Regions from separate parts of the Capsicum annuum genome. Here region 2 is linked to region 1. The links are chromatin contacts, called in public Hi-C maps. All regions are on one chromosome and are shown on one strand. The core of a region is the stretch at or near the end of the contact, and the rest is flanking DNA. Distances in the headings are between cores, read along the strand shown.

The links. A called contact is a pair of places that touch in the nucleus more often than the background predicts.
Region 2: a contact with region 1 is called in a Hi-C map of leaf, with 4 times the contacts expected there. The contact joins two enhancer-like sites. A contact is called at or near these places in 4 of 5 Hi-C or Micro-C datasets (leaf, pericarp and placenta).

What each region holds. Positions count from the first base shown.
Region 1 is chr5:177,551,678-177,558,371 of UCD10Xv1.1, reverse strand. It overlaps LOC107870962 (tRNA threonylcarbamoyladenosine dehydratase), which reads right to left. Exons shown (of 12, transcript XM_016717682.2): 11 at 6,337-6,502; 12 at 4,810-6,231. The coding sequence ends at 6,392. Among protein-coding and RNA genes, the nearest start is that of LOC107870962, 16 kb to the right of the region's middle. Within about 2 kb of position 4,196, at least 4 of the 5 cell types and tissues checked have an H3K27ac peak or open chromatin away from gene starts, as enhancers often do. A contact at or near this core is called in leaf, where this site is marked.
Region 2 is chr5:177,747,635-177,754,249 of UCD10Xv1.1, reverse strand. No RefSeq gene overlaps it. Among protein-coding and RNA genes, the nearest start is that of LOC124898560, 17 kb to the right of the region's middle. Within about 2 kb of position 2,184, at least 1 of the 5 cell types and tissues checked has an H3K27ac peak or open chromatin away from gene starts, as enhancers often do. A contact at or near this core is called in leaf, where this site is marked.

The DNA of each region.
Region 1 (6,694 bases), core at 2,947-5,446:
AGAGTTCTCGAGTAGAAGACTTGGAATACAAAAAACCTACTGAAAGCATTCATCCTGAAATATGAGTCCTCCAATACACGAATTTAGATTTAGTTGAACCCAAGTAAGAATGAACCAAAAGTCAAAAGAAGATGGAAGTATCAAAGGCTATTTGTGGAACTTGAAGATTTCAGTATGTTATTAAATAATAAGATGTTTGATTACAGCATCAAATTTGTACTGACACATTGTTAAATAATAATTTTATTTTTTTCTCGTTTCTGCAACTAATGAAAATATTGAGTTTAATTTAATTTATTTAAAGAGAAATATTAATATCCTAGCTGAGAGGGGGTTATTTCATAGGTTGTCTAGGGTACTTAGGGTTTGTTTGGGTATATGGTATAAGGATAATATTTATGGATAAAATTCTGGATTAATTTTATCTCACGTTTGATTTGAGATATCAGCAAATTCTAATATTATTTTTATCCTACTATTTATATTAAAATGATGAAATTATTATCCCATATAGAAGAATAATCCATCAAAAATCCTTACTTATCTCATCTGACACAACCAACAAGTCCACTTTTCTTAAAACAGAACTTTTTTTTTCTTCTAAAACTAATGTAGTATAATGGAAAGCAAATACTCACTTGCCCCTAGTATTTAGATCAAATCATACAATTTAATATTAGCAGTTAAAAATTAAAATGAAATGCATATAACTAATTAATTATGGTTAAGTGATAAATGTGTGTATAAAATACAAGTATCTTGAATCTATTGGTCTTGGTATTAACACAGTGAGCGAATAATTGTTTTCATTTTGATTTACAATTACTAAGATTAAATTGTTTGATTTTATGTAAATATCTAAATAATTTAATTACTTTGGACCACATTTATAATTACTTCCTATCGACCCATTCTCAAATTAATATATTAATAAATGCAATTCATACCATGCTTATCCTTCTACTTCAGGAGGGCCCTCGTGAGTGATGGGTTTTGAGTATGTTCCATTAAATCAATTTCATTGAATCGGTTAGATATTAAAATATGGTGTGTGGAAAATATTATAAAATTCTAGTGGACACAAAAAAAACGCTATTTTCGGAACATATGAAATATAATAAATACTATATTTTTTGGAACATATGAAGTATAATAACGCAATTTTGGAACATTTTGGAAAACAAAATGATATATAACTTGAAACTTTAGAATATATAACGCAAAAGATTGTTGAATTGGTCGTTTTCTATACCCAGTCATTGAACTGAAGTAACGTGTCGTACGATACATCAATCGTGCTATAAGCGGACAATTTCGAAGAAATAATAAAATGAAGTCACCGCAAAGGTTCTCAGTATGATAATTGTTTTTGGCTTCGAATTAGTGAAGATAGACTATGTTTATTCTATGAAGTTGCATTATTTAATTTGAAGCATTTGAACTAAAAGAATCGTGTACTAAAAGAACTCGCTCTGTGCTATTTGTATTTGTTTAAATTTGTTAAAACAATAATTTATCTAGCATAATTTCACAAGTGAGCTAGGTCTGGAGAAGATAATGTGTACGCATCCTATCCCTAAAAGGTAGAGAAGCCATTTTTGATAGAATTTTGGCTCAAGTAAACACACTACAAAGCAGTTTGAAAAAAGAAATAACGGAAGCAAAGAAGTCAAGATAAAATACTAAAAAAAGCGTGACAACGAATACTGAAAAAGAAACAATCACTATCTCACAAAATAATACAATAATTAATTTTTTTAATATTGTCTGCCCACACACCAGTCGTTACCCATGGACTGTTAAGCGTTGTCTATTCATTCCAACGTTTTTTATACTCATTATAATTACATTGTGCATGTCCTTCAAATGAACTGCTCTTTAATTGTTCCCTTTCAAATGAACTAGTCTTAAGTTTGCCTTTAACAACCGAACTTATGCCTAACATGGCACAAGCTAAGCCCTTTAAAAGCGAGGAACATAACTAACGAGATATTATAATATGAAAAATATATATACTTTGCCCCAAAAGTTTTTGCCTCGAGGCAAAAATTGAAAAAAAAAAAACACAAAATAGGGGCAAAAGATCCTTGCAAGTATACACAAAATTCAAATCTTTTATGACATTTTTGTTGGGTTCAAGTTAAAAGTGTGAATGGAAAATGGAGGGAAGTAGTGAAGGGAAAGTGAAAACACACTTAAATGGAAAGTATACTTACAATAAGGAAAGTCTACTAATTCTCCCACATTGGTGGGAGAAAGGAACTTTCATGTGTTCTTATTAAGAAATACAAACTCAACATGGATAGTGAGGCAAGAACCAAGAGTTGCCTCGCGTCGTCGCTCGGCTAGGATTTGGATTTCGATTTGGCAAATGATCGATTGTTCTCCCACATCGGTGGGAGAAAGTATCTTGCATGTGTTCTTATTTAAGAAACACAAACTCCATATGAATAGTGAGGCAAGAACCAAGAGGTGCCTCGCGCCGTTGTCGCTCGATCGGCTCGGATTTGGATTTGGCAAATGATCGATCGTTCATGTGTTCTTATTTAAGAAACACAAAACTCCATATGGATAGTGAAGCAAGAACCAAGAGGTGTCTCGCGCCGTTATCGCTCGATCGGCTCGGATTTGGATTTGGCAAATGATCGATCGTTCATGTGTTCTTATTAAGAAATACAAACTCCACATGGATAGTGAGGCAAGAACCAAGAGGTGCCTCACGTCGTCGCTCGGCTCGGATTTGGATTTGGATTTGGCAAATGATCGATTGATGAGATTGACTTTTTAGACAAAATTTATTCGAAACATAGTCCGAAAATCCAAGGAGAAAAAATTGTTCCTCCATGCGAAATACTGCCTCGAAAGGGATGCAACTCTTCGAGGAAATGACACACTATTTCGGAAAAAGCGATGACTATTCAGAAAAAGACGCAATGATTCGAATGGACAGACATGACTGTTCCAAAGGATACACCTTTCCGAATGAACCATTGCCTCCTTTCCGAAGGGGCACTTCATGGCTATATAAACCTGCATTTTTTCCACAGGTTTAAGACGAATTTTTCTACACTTGAAAAAACATTTCTTTGCTTCTAAAATACTCCATGTGATCATCTCCCGTCGAGTGAGTTAATGCTAAACATTGCTTCACTGAGTTATTATGAAATATCTTATGTTTTCACAGTTGTTCCACTAATATTTTCATGTGAAGGATATTTTAGATAACAATTTTGATACTTGTGTAGACAATTGAACTATAAAAGTTGATGAATAGCTTAGGCTTTTCAAAATGTAAGTTGCTTTAATGTGGTCCTTATGCTTTATTTGAGGGGTGGGGGTCTCCCACCAGATGTTTGGTCCTTATGCGTTATGTAAGGCCAATTAACACGGGAAACAATCGTTACCAGATTTTTTTCCCATACCAGAGCACAATCCGAAGACCTCTTTGATCAAAATGATTGAGACGGCCAAAAAAGTTGATACTCTTGACCAAAATATGAGGCAGTGACAGTTTTCCACTCATTAATTTGAATACAACAATCACATTTTCTTGCCAAAAACCCTACCAAAATCACATGAACATCATGAAACAAGCTAGAGTCCTAAGATATCGGTCCTAGATAAAAAGTTGGCAACAGTACTTTATTGCTCCTAGTTTTGGTTTGACAACAATATCTCACAAACTTTGTGAGTGACGTCCAAATGGATGTCGAACATGTCCTGATATCCTGTTGTAATGGTCCTCTTTGTGCACTCACAAGGATTTAGCCAATCGGTTCAAATATTCATGATCAAGAAGTACTGAATTTTCTTTCGCATAAAAATTTGGAATGCGACAATGAAAAATCTTTTCAAGCATAATCAATCAGGTTCATTACTTTGCTTGGCTTTCCAGCATTGGAAGGGATCATGTTTCACTGTGCAGACACTCTCGAAGAAGGTTTTAAACATGAACTAACTTCGATTCTAGTATACTGAATTTAGAAGGTGGAATGACCTGGGAGATACTTCGATTCTGTTGAACCCTTCTACTCACTTAGACTAGTTGAAACACAACTCTTTAAACCTCTCTGATCGAACTTAAGTGGTATTAAGACGGCTAAGTTCACAAACAAGTGCATATAATATTTACATTTAGAAATTATAACAGAAACAATAATAAACTTTTAAAAAAATAAATATGAAGCTTCGGTTGTATTGTATCCGAAATCGAGTTGTTTTGTTTCTTTTCTCAAAAGCCCTAATCCTTCTTTTTTTTACCCCAATAATGGAATCTGAATAGTGGGTGAAGTGTGTGTTGTAAAACTGTTGGGAAATATTGAGGTATTCTAGTGGTGGTTTAATGGCATCAATGGAGGACAGTAGCTTACAGTTATGGACGGAATGGAGATAAATGGCCAAGTATATAGATAATGAGAGAGTAAAGTGAAAAAAATAAATTGAAAACTTTAAACTGAAGTAAAATATGTAAGTGATATGTCAATTTCATTGTCCATTTGAGGTACACAGGAAGTCAAAGGCGTTTAAACTTTAAAGACCTGTTTGACCATGAAAATCATAATTTTTCAGAGTTAAAATTGTGTTTGACCATGAATATAATTTTAAATTTTGTGACAGAAATAAAAGTGAAAAAAGTAAAAACAAATTTTACTTGTTTTCACTTTTCCAAATACAATTTGAAATTCTCATGGCCAAACACATACTATTTTCACTAAAGTAAAATAATTTTTCAAAAAAATAAATAATTTTCATAACCAAACGGCTACTAAATGGTGTTTCAATGAGTGTAAGAATTCGTTCGGTAAGTCATGAGCAGAAAGGTCCAACTAACAACGTTCTATCATACAAATGAGAAGCGTAATAGTACAACACTAATATGGCAAAAACATCACTCTGGATCAAATAAGTTGCAATCTGTTCAATGGAGAGACAATCTGCAACATGATGACCAATTGCACAGAGTTGCAAGTTCTTGACTTAGGAGACAATCACCTCAATGACACATTCCCCATGTGGTTGGGAAGAACTCTACCAGAGCTGCAAGTTTTAAGCTTGAGATCAAATAAATTGTATGAATCCATTACAACTTGAAGAAGTGGAAACATGTTTGCCCAACTTTAAACCGTAGATCTCTGTTACAATGTCTTCTCGAGAAACTTACCGACGAGTTTGTTTCAACATTTGAAAGTCATGAGGTCAACTGATTAAACAATGAAGTCATTAAAGTATCTTAAAGAAGGATATTAGCAAAATTGGATAACAATTGTAATTTTGACTGTTTACACCAATATTGAACTTGTAAGTAACAAATTTGAGGGCATATTCCAAGCATTATGGGAGATCTCATTGCACTTCACGTGTTGAACTTATCTCATAATGAGTTGCAAGGTTATATACCATCATCACTAGAGATTTAACCTCAATTTGAGTTTCTGAGTGTTGATAGTGTATGACCTTACAATTCAGTATGAAATAAATTCAACACGAGAAATACAAGAGACCTCCCATAATATTTGAAATTTGCCCCAAATCTGGTACTTCAAAGATCAATAATGGTGTAAACCGTCAAAAATTCTAATAAGTTCAAGCTCCCCTCTCTTGATTGCAATTGTTGTCCAATCTTGGTGATATCCGTCTCCTTGTTTGATCAATTGACCTCATAGCTTTCAAATTAAAACAAACTAATAAGGTAAGTTTGTCGAGAAGACAATGTAAGATAGATCTACAATTCAAAGTTGTGAAAACACGTTTTCAATTCTTGAAGTTCTAACGGATCTTATACAATTTATTAGATCTCAAGCTTAGAACTTGCAGCTATGACAGAGTTCTCAACCAACCACATGGGGAATGTGTCATCTAGGTGATTGTCTCCTAAATCAAAACATGCAACTCTTTGCAATTGGCCTTCATTTTGAGGATAGACATTTGGTATTTAGGACAGTTATACCAAAAATAGAAGTGTAAAAATAATTCTATATCCTACATTCCCATTAGCACACCCCCACCCCCTCCACCCTTCCAGAACAACAAAATGAACCCCCCCCCCCCCCCAAATAAGCTTTTGCTATGGTCAAAGTGTTCAGCGACTTCCACGTTGTTTGCTCCTCAAAGAATTCTAAATATCACTAAGAAACAAGACTCAAAACCTTGATGATTTTCACTTCAGACGGCTTTTGGGTTTTACTTCTGCTAGTGTGAGATTTTCAGGTCTCCTGAACCATCCTAATGAACCTGCGAGACAAAATTTTGCACCGTTGACATCTTGGGCATTATTGTGATACAGGAACTTGCTAGCAAAGGGAGCCAAGTAAAATGTTCCTATCCGAGCATAAATACCTGAACAAATCTCTGAATCAGACTGCACTTGTAGCAGTTTGGATACATGTGCCTCTTAAAAGCCAAACTCCAGTTCTGCTCGCTTCAGCACCGTTGTCACCCTAACAAAAAATTCTGGTTCTTCTTCCTTTATATCTTCCAATGACCTTGACTCGTGTTCGTCAGCCTTTAACCAGAGAATAGGAAAAGAAGACCATTACAGTTGATAATGCAGTAAAAATTACGATAGTTTCATTAAACATCAAGCACCTCCTTTGTGTATCCAGTTTCACAAGTCATTATGTGGGAGAAGTAATAGAAGTTCAGACAATTACTTCATGACGTCAGCATCTTGAATGGTTTAGTCTACTTACAGTTG
Region 2 (6,615 bases), core at 935-3,434, 200 kb before region 1:
TCACTTAATAATAAAAACTCTTTCAAACCTAAAATCATATCTTTTTAGTAAAAAAGGGGTGTGACCAGCAACACGTTAGCTTTTGACTTTTTACGTGACACAATTAAGACTATAAGATTAAAGAACATTTTGTTATATTTGATATTTAATATTATAAAATTCAAAAGTGTTAATTATCTTTTTAAACTTGGTGTCAAGTAAAAATAGGACAAACAAATTAAAATGGAGAATTGTCTGTATTCAATTTATGAAAAATTAGTGAGATTTTACATAATTATGAAGTGTAGATGGATTAATTTGAGGGGAAATAAAAAAACGACACTTCAAATTGAATTATTTCCACGAAAATGGCCATGGAATTTAAATTCCACTTTCTAGCCATTTCAATTTGCTGACTTGTTCTATAGCATTTCTACACACCTTCTATACAGTTTCTATATATATCTTACACATATAAATATTCTATACGAAAATCATACAGTTTCGATACTCAATTTATACAATAATTGTACATTATTTTTACGCATTTTATACAATAGTTATATAATTTTCATACACTTTCTATATATTCTTTCTATATATTTTATACATATACATATTTGATAGAACTATACAATTTCTATACATATATCTTATATAGATATATATTTTATATAACTATTATATCGTTTTTATATAATTATATTTAATTCTTATTTTTAAATGATTAAAAAAAACAGAATATTTTTTCAGTTAAAAAATTTATAGCAAAAAACACTGAAATATTTTTAAAAGGGCCGAATGACCCAAGTTGAAAAGTATATTAGTATTGTATATGGACTGTATCAATATTGTATATGGACTGTATCTGAACTACATGGGCCAAAATGACCCAAATTAGGAAATGACTATAAAGTAGAAATAGTATAGCCGACTGACTACTTTTTAGAAAAATATCAAACTTAGAATATTTATTTTAAAAAGTGCTACAGAATGTCCTTTTCCCTTAATTTGATTCCAAAATGTAACTCAGACTATATTGTATTCGCACAGATAACAATAGTGAAATACTCTGTAATCCGCTCGCATGCATATACAATCCCCTCTCCATTTTAATTTATTTGATAAGTTTTTCTTTTAGTCTATTTCAAAAAGAATAATGGTACTCTTTTCCTCTTTATCAACTTTCAATTTCAACTTATCACAGAACATCACATGTTTAAGATCATAAGATTAAAGACATTCTAATACATTAATAAATCTTTAATTTAAGATCACAAAATTTAAAAATCTTCTTTATTTTCTTAAATTCTATGTTAATTAAAATAGATCAATCAATTTGAAATAAAGGGAGTATAACATTTTTGTAGCGGAATAAATTATATATGCTCATGTAATAATAGTGAAATACATTAAATCCACACAGTTAATAAGTGTACGCATGTATATAATATATCTGGCTAACACACGCACAACCATAGGAAAATACATTTTATAAGAGTGTTTTTACATTTAGATACTCTACAATTGCTAATACATATATTTCTAGTCCATGTTTTTTTTTAGTAACTAGAATAATTATATTAGCATTATAACAAAAAACTACAGAGAGGAGTTTAGTAGCACAACCACCATGGTACCTGCACTTTGTGCAATATTTCCAGACCATCCATTAGAGTTTAAAATAGTACTAGTAGGAATATTTACAGATGAACTAGGTGGTAAAACTCCCATAGTTTTCAGACATCTAGTAGCATAATATCCTCGTTTATCAGCTTCCAAAACATTCATCAAGTCATGAGAAGGCGACCAAAAAGTAGTAGTAGCATCCAAGGCTGGAGTACTAGTAGATAAACTGGATAGTTGTACAGTAGAGATGACTCTCTTGCTAGACTATCAGCTAGCCTATTCTGCTCTCTGTAGATATAGATAAGCGTTAGACTACCCAGCTGTAGAAGAAGGTACCTGCAATTAGACAAAAGTGTAGAGCTGTCAGTGTATTTATTTGCATCTCTTAGCATAGCAGCTACTTGCTCCGCATCCACATTTATTTCTAAAGGTATCAGATTATGCTTCATGGTGATTTGCAAACCTGTAAATAGAGCTAAAATTTCAAGTTGAGTAATATCTTGAGCAGGTGTATAAGCAATGAACCCCATTACTCAATTCCCCATGGAATTACGAAAACCCCCCACCTAATCTGCTAATTTTAGGCTTAAAATACAAAGCAACATTAGTGTTTAGCGTTCCCCGCTAGATACCAATATTTGATAGCTGAGTTTATAGCAAAGCTTGGTGATGGTGCAACAATTTTCCCTCAAATATACGTTTGTTATGGTGGGTCCAAATAACCCAAAAGAAGTAACAAAGTAAGACATTCAATGGTCGCATGGATGAGGTATTTATTTGTTTTTGGAAGTTAACTCTTAGCCAAGTGATAAGAGTAGCATTAGAGTTTTTTTTTAAGGGGGGGGAGGGGGTAGCAGTGATGACCCTGTGTGTAATGTTATAAATAACTTTTCCCTGAAGTGGTCAAGGCCAGTGTATGATGAGAATAAGTGGGATATTATTTTGGGCATGACATGTTGACAAAGCTTGCAAATTGGGGAAATATGGTGCAAATATGAAGATGTTGGGAGCCGATTTAATGTTAACAACCACAGAAAGAATTTAATTTTAGGAGGAATATTTAAATTTCAAATCTAATTAAAGTCCCCTGGAGTTGTGGAATCTTCGTTCTTTGGGTTCATGTGGTTGTAATAAGATAGGACTGTAAATTTACATGCGGGGGGTAAGTCCCCATTTAATATGGTCATAGGCGTTTGTAAAGATAGGAAAATGCAGAGCTAATATTTGGCTGACAATTGTCTGAGGGAGAATAAAAGGAAGTCATGACAAATTCCAAGAGTTATTAATTCTATTATCGTAAATATGTTTAAATTCTTCAAACTGGGTTAGGGGCTCATGAATCATGGATCTTAGAGTGGTCACTGATTTTATCCAAGGTTGATTCCAAAAGTTGATATGTCTCTCATTAGTAGGTTGCCAAATGATCCCCTTTTGGCAGTATTTCTATCCCATTATAAGGTTCTTCCACGTTGTAGATGTGAAAACTGAGGTGGGCAAAAGTTTTAGGTATTTATTCCGCAGAATAGATGCCCAAATTGAGTTTTGTGCATGAAATAATCTTCATGCAGTAAAGGCTAGCAAGGCATTATTCTTATTCGTTAAACTTTGGATGTCTAAGCCCCCATCTTTCTTAGACTTCATTGTAGTGGACTATTTTACAAGATTTATTTTCTTGTGGGATTCAATAGTTCCCTAAAGAAAATCTCTTTCATATTTTTCCATTTTCCTAATAACTTGAATAGGTAATATGTTGATTTACATTATATGATTTAGTAAGGTATTAAGCACCGATTTGATAAGAGTCAAACATCTTACAATGGTAAGAAATTTGCTTTTCCAGCCCGTTAGGCGACATTTGAAGTTATTAATCAGGAATTGATAGTCTCCCATAATAGGTTTGGAATTAGTTATCGGGAAACCTAAATATCTACCCAAGTTAATCCCTTCCATGATCCCAATTAAAGAATAGACATGTTGCTTAATTCTCTCAGGGGTGTTTGCTGAGAAAAATAATCTAGAATTAGCATTATTAATTTTTTGCCCCAAAGTTGCACTAAACCTGGAAAGGGTCTGTACAATATTCTAACTGGATTGGTCCTTCATCTTACTACAAATGATAATGTTATCTGCAAATAAGAGGTTGGATATTGGAGGTCCCTTTGCAGAAATTTTGGTAGGTGTCCATAGCCTAATGTTTACCTGCTAGTCTATTGCTCTCGATAATCTTTACATACACAGGATGAAAATGTAAGGTGACAAAGGATCGCCTTGCCAAATTCCTCTTGTAGGGTAGAAGAAAGGTAAAGTGTTCCCATTAAGGAGAATAAAAATTACGGACGTGGTAACACAAGACATGATCAAGTTAACTAGTTCATACAGGAACTTAAAGTAGAGGAGGATTTCATATATAAAGGACCACTAATCGATCGAAGGATTTTTCTAAGTCTATTTTGATGAGGACATGAGAATCCCTTCCTTTAGTATGCTTAAAGTAAGGGAGAAGTTGTTGCACTACTATGGCATTATCAACTGCATATCTATTTGTTAGGAAGCTAGCTTGCGTGGGACCTATTATTTGAGGGAGCAAAGGCTTGATTCTATTTACTATAATTTTAGTAACTATTTTATAAATGGTATTGCAAAGTCTTATAGGTCGAAATTAGGAGATAGTAGATGCTCCCGAGACCTTAGGGATTAAATACAAGTAGGTCATAGTTATTTTCTCAGGAATGCAGTAGTTTGAGAAAACCTGACCACAAAAGTTGATGATAAATTCACCCACTAAATGTAATAATTACTGATAAAAAAAGTGTAAGCCATCTGGGTCTGGTGCTTTGAGAGGTTTAAAGAAAAAAATTGCATCAATTACCTCTTTGTGGTCTAAAGGAGATGATAAGGTAGGACCAATATACTGAGGCACAAAGCAAAAGCTAGCTAAGGTATGTGACCAATTGGAGGTGGTAAGGTCAGTAGAGTAAGGATATGTATAGAAATCTAGGATATGGTCCTTAATGAGATGATATTCATTTAACCAGTTACCCACACTATCCCTAAGGCAAGTAATACAGTTCATTCTTCTCTTTTGGAGTGTCGACATATGGATAAACTTAGTGTAAACTTAGTGTTAAAGTCACGTTATTTAACTATAGAATTCTAGATTTTAGTTTCCAAAAGTCCTCTTCTACAATAAGGATACATTGATAGTCAGTTTGGAGGGTTTCTTCAAGGTTATAGAGAAAGCTACTAGTTGGGTAGTGAGGGGATTTTTGAAGGCCCTCTATTCGGGCTAGGAGCCTTTTTTTTAGAAAAAATATTACCAAAGCCATATTTATTCCATAGTTGCACATTTCCTTTAAACAACTCTGAAACTGGGAGGAAAACATTATTTGAAGCTTACCATGCTGCCGAATAACATTAGTGAAATCTAGGTGCGAAGCTCAGATGTTTTCTAGATGAAAGGGTTTATTAGGGATGTGCTTTAAGGAGTTTAGTTTAAGTAAAAGGGGTTCTGATCCAATTTTACTTTAGGGAGATGGATAACTACAGCTTCGGGAAAAAGGTGCAGTCATTCATAATTGCAAACAATTCTATCTAGTCGTTCTAGAATGATATTGCCCCCTTTATGTTTATTAATCCAAGTATATTTACTTCCTACATAGCCTAGATCTAGCATTTTACAATAGTTTAAATAGTCTATAAATATATTACTTCTTATATTATTAGGAGTATTTCCACCAAATTTCTCGAAATTAAATAGGACCTTATTAAAGTCTCCTCCTATAATCCATGACCCCTTATTAAGGTCTGCAACCTTTTCAAGATTTCTCCACAAGCGTTGTCTATCGAGTTGCATATTATTTGCATAAATAATTGAGAATAACCACTCAGTATGAGAAGGGATTACTTGTACTTTGTAGTTAATTTCTTGGTGAGTGAGTCCCACAGCCGTTACGCTGAGGATATCCTCGTGCCGAATTATGAAAATTCCACCTACATGACCTGTTCCAGGAACTGCTATAACACTTGAAAATTGAAACTCTTGAGGAAGTGACTGATGGTTTTCCCGATGATTTTCAAGTAGAACAACTAGAGATGGCTTATGAAAGTCTAGTAGCTCCCTAAAGTTCCTTCTAAAGTTTGCCCTTCTAGACCCGCGACAGTTCCAAATTATAAAATTCATAGGTATATGCGGACATGATGGGAAAGTTATTTCATCCGTCTTCCTCAACGAACGGTTTAGAACTAGTGCACACCTCTTCACTGTTGGATTGAGAGTCGGAGGTAAGTGGAGAGAGCATTTGTGCATACTTAGGGAATAGTTTATACGAATCTTTTTTCTAACCGTTCTTTTAGGAAAAAAACCTATACCTGCCCTAGCAGTGCTGACTCTGGTTCAATGACATGTATCTCCTCCTCCATACCTACCACTTTTTCTTGGTTTCCTGGCGCTAGGTGAGTCAGAGGAGGAGCAGTATGGGGGGATGGTGGCACATGTCTGGAACTGACCACCGTTGATAGCATAGTGGTATGCTATTGGATCCAAGGAGCCAGTCCTTGTTGTGGCTGAGGGTAGAAGGGGAACTCCACATGGGCATTCAACGGAGGTGGGATTGGTGGTGGTGCCACTGCCCAGTGGTGCTGCATGAAAGCATCCAAACCAAGTCTCATCCCCCCATGTCTATTTGTGCCAGGTCTGCCGGATGTTGTATCATCACAAGGACTTGTTCCCCATTGATGTGTAAGTTGACGGTTAGCGCATGTCTCACTAATCCTATCTCTAATCAAGAACTGGGTGCTGGGAGTGGTTGAGGATTCATTGGCATATACACCGCATGATTGTGGGGATTGCTCTCTAACAACATCGTGTTTTCCATCTGAACAAGACGAATTAACTAGTGAAATGAGCCTTGAGGGATGTGGTGAATATGCAGCCTTGTGTAGGGGTAATTGGAGTGATGAAGTGCCATTATATAAGGGAGAAGAGGAAATTAAATTTTGGTCATTTAT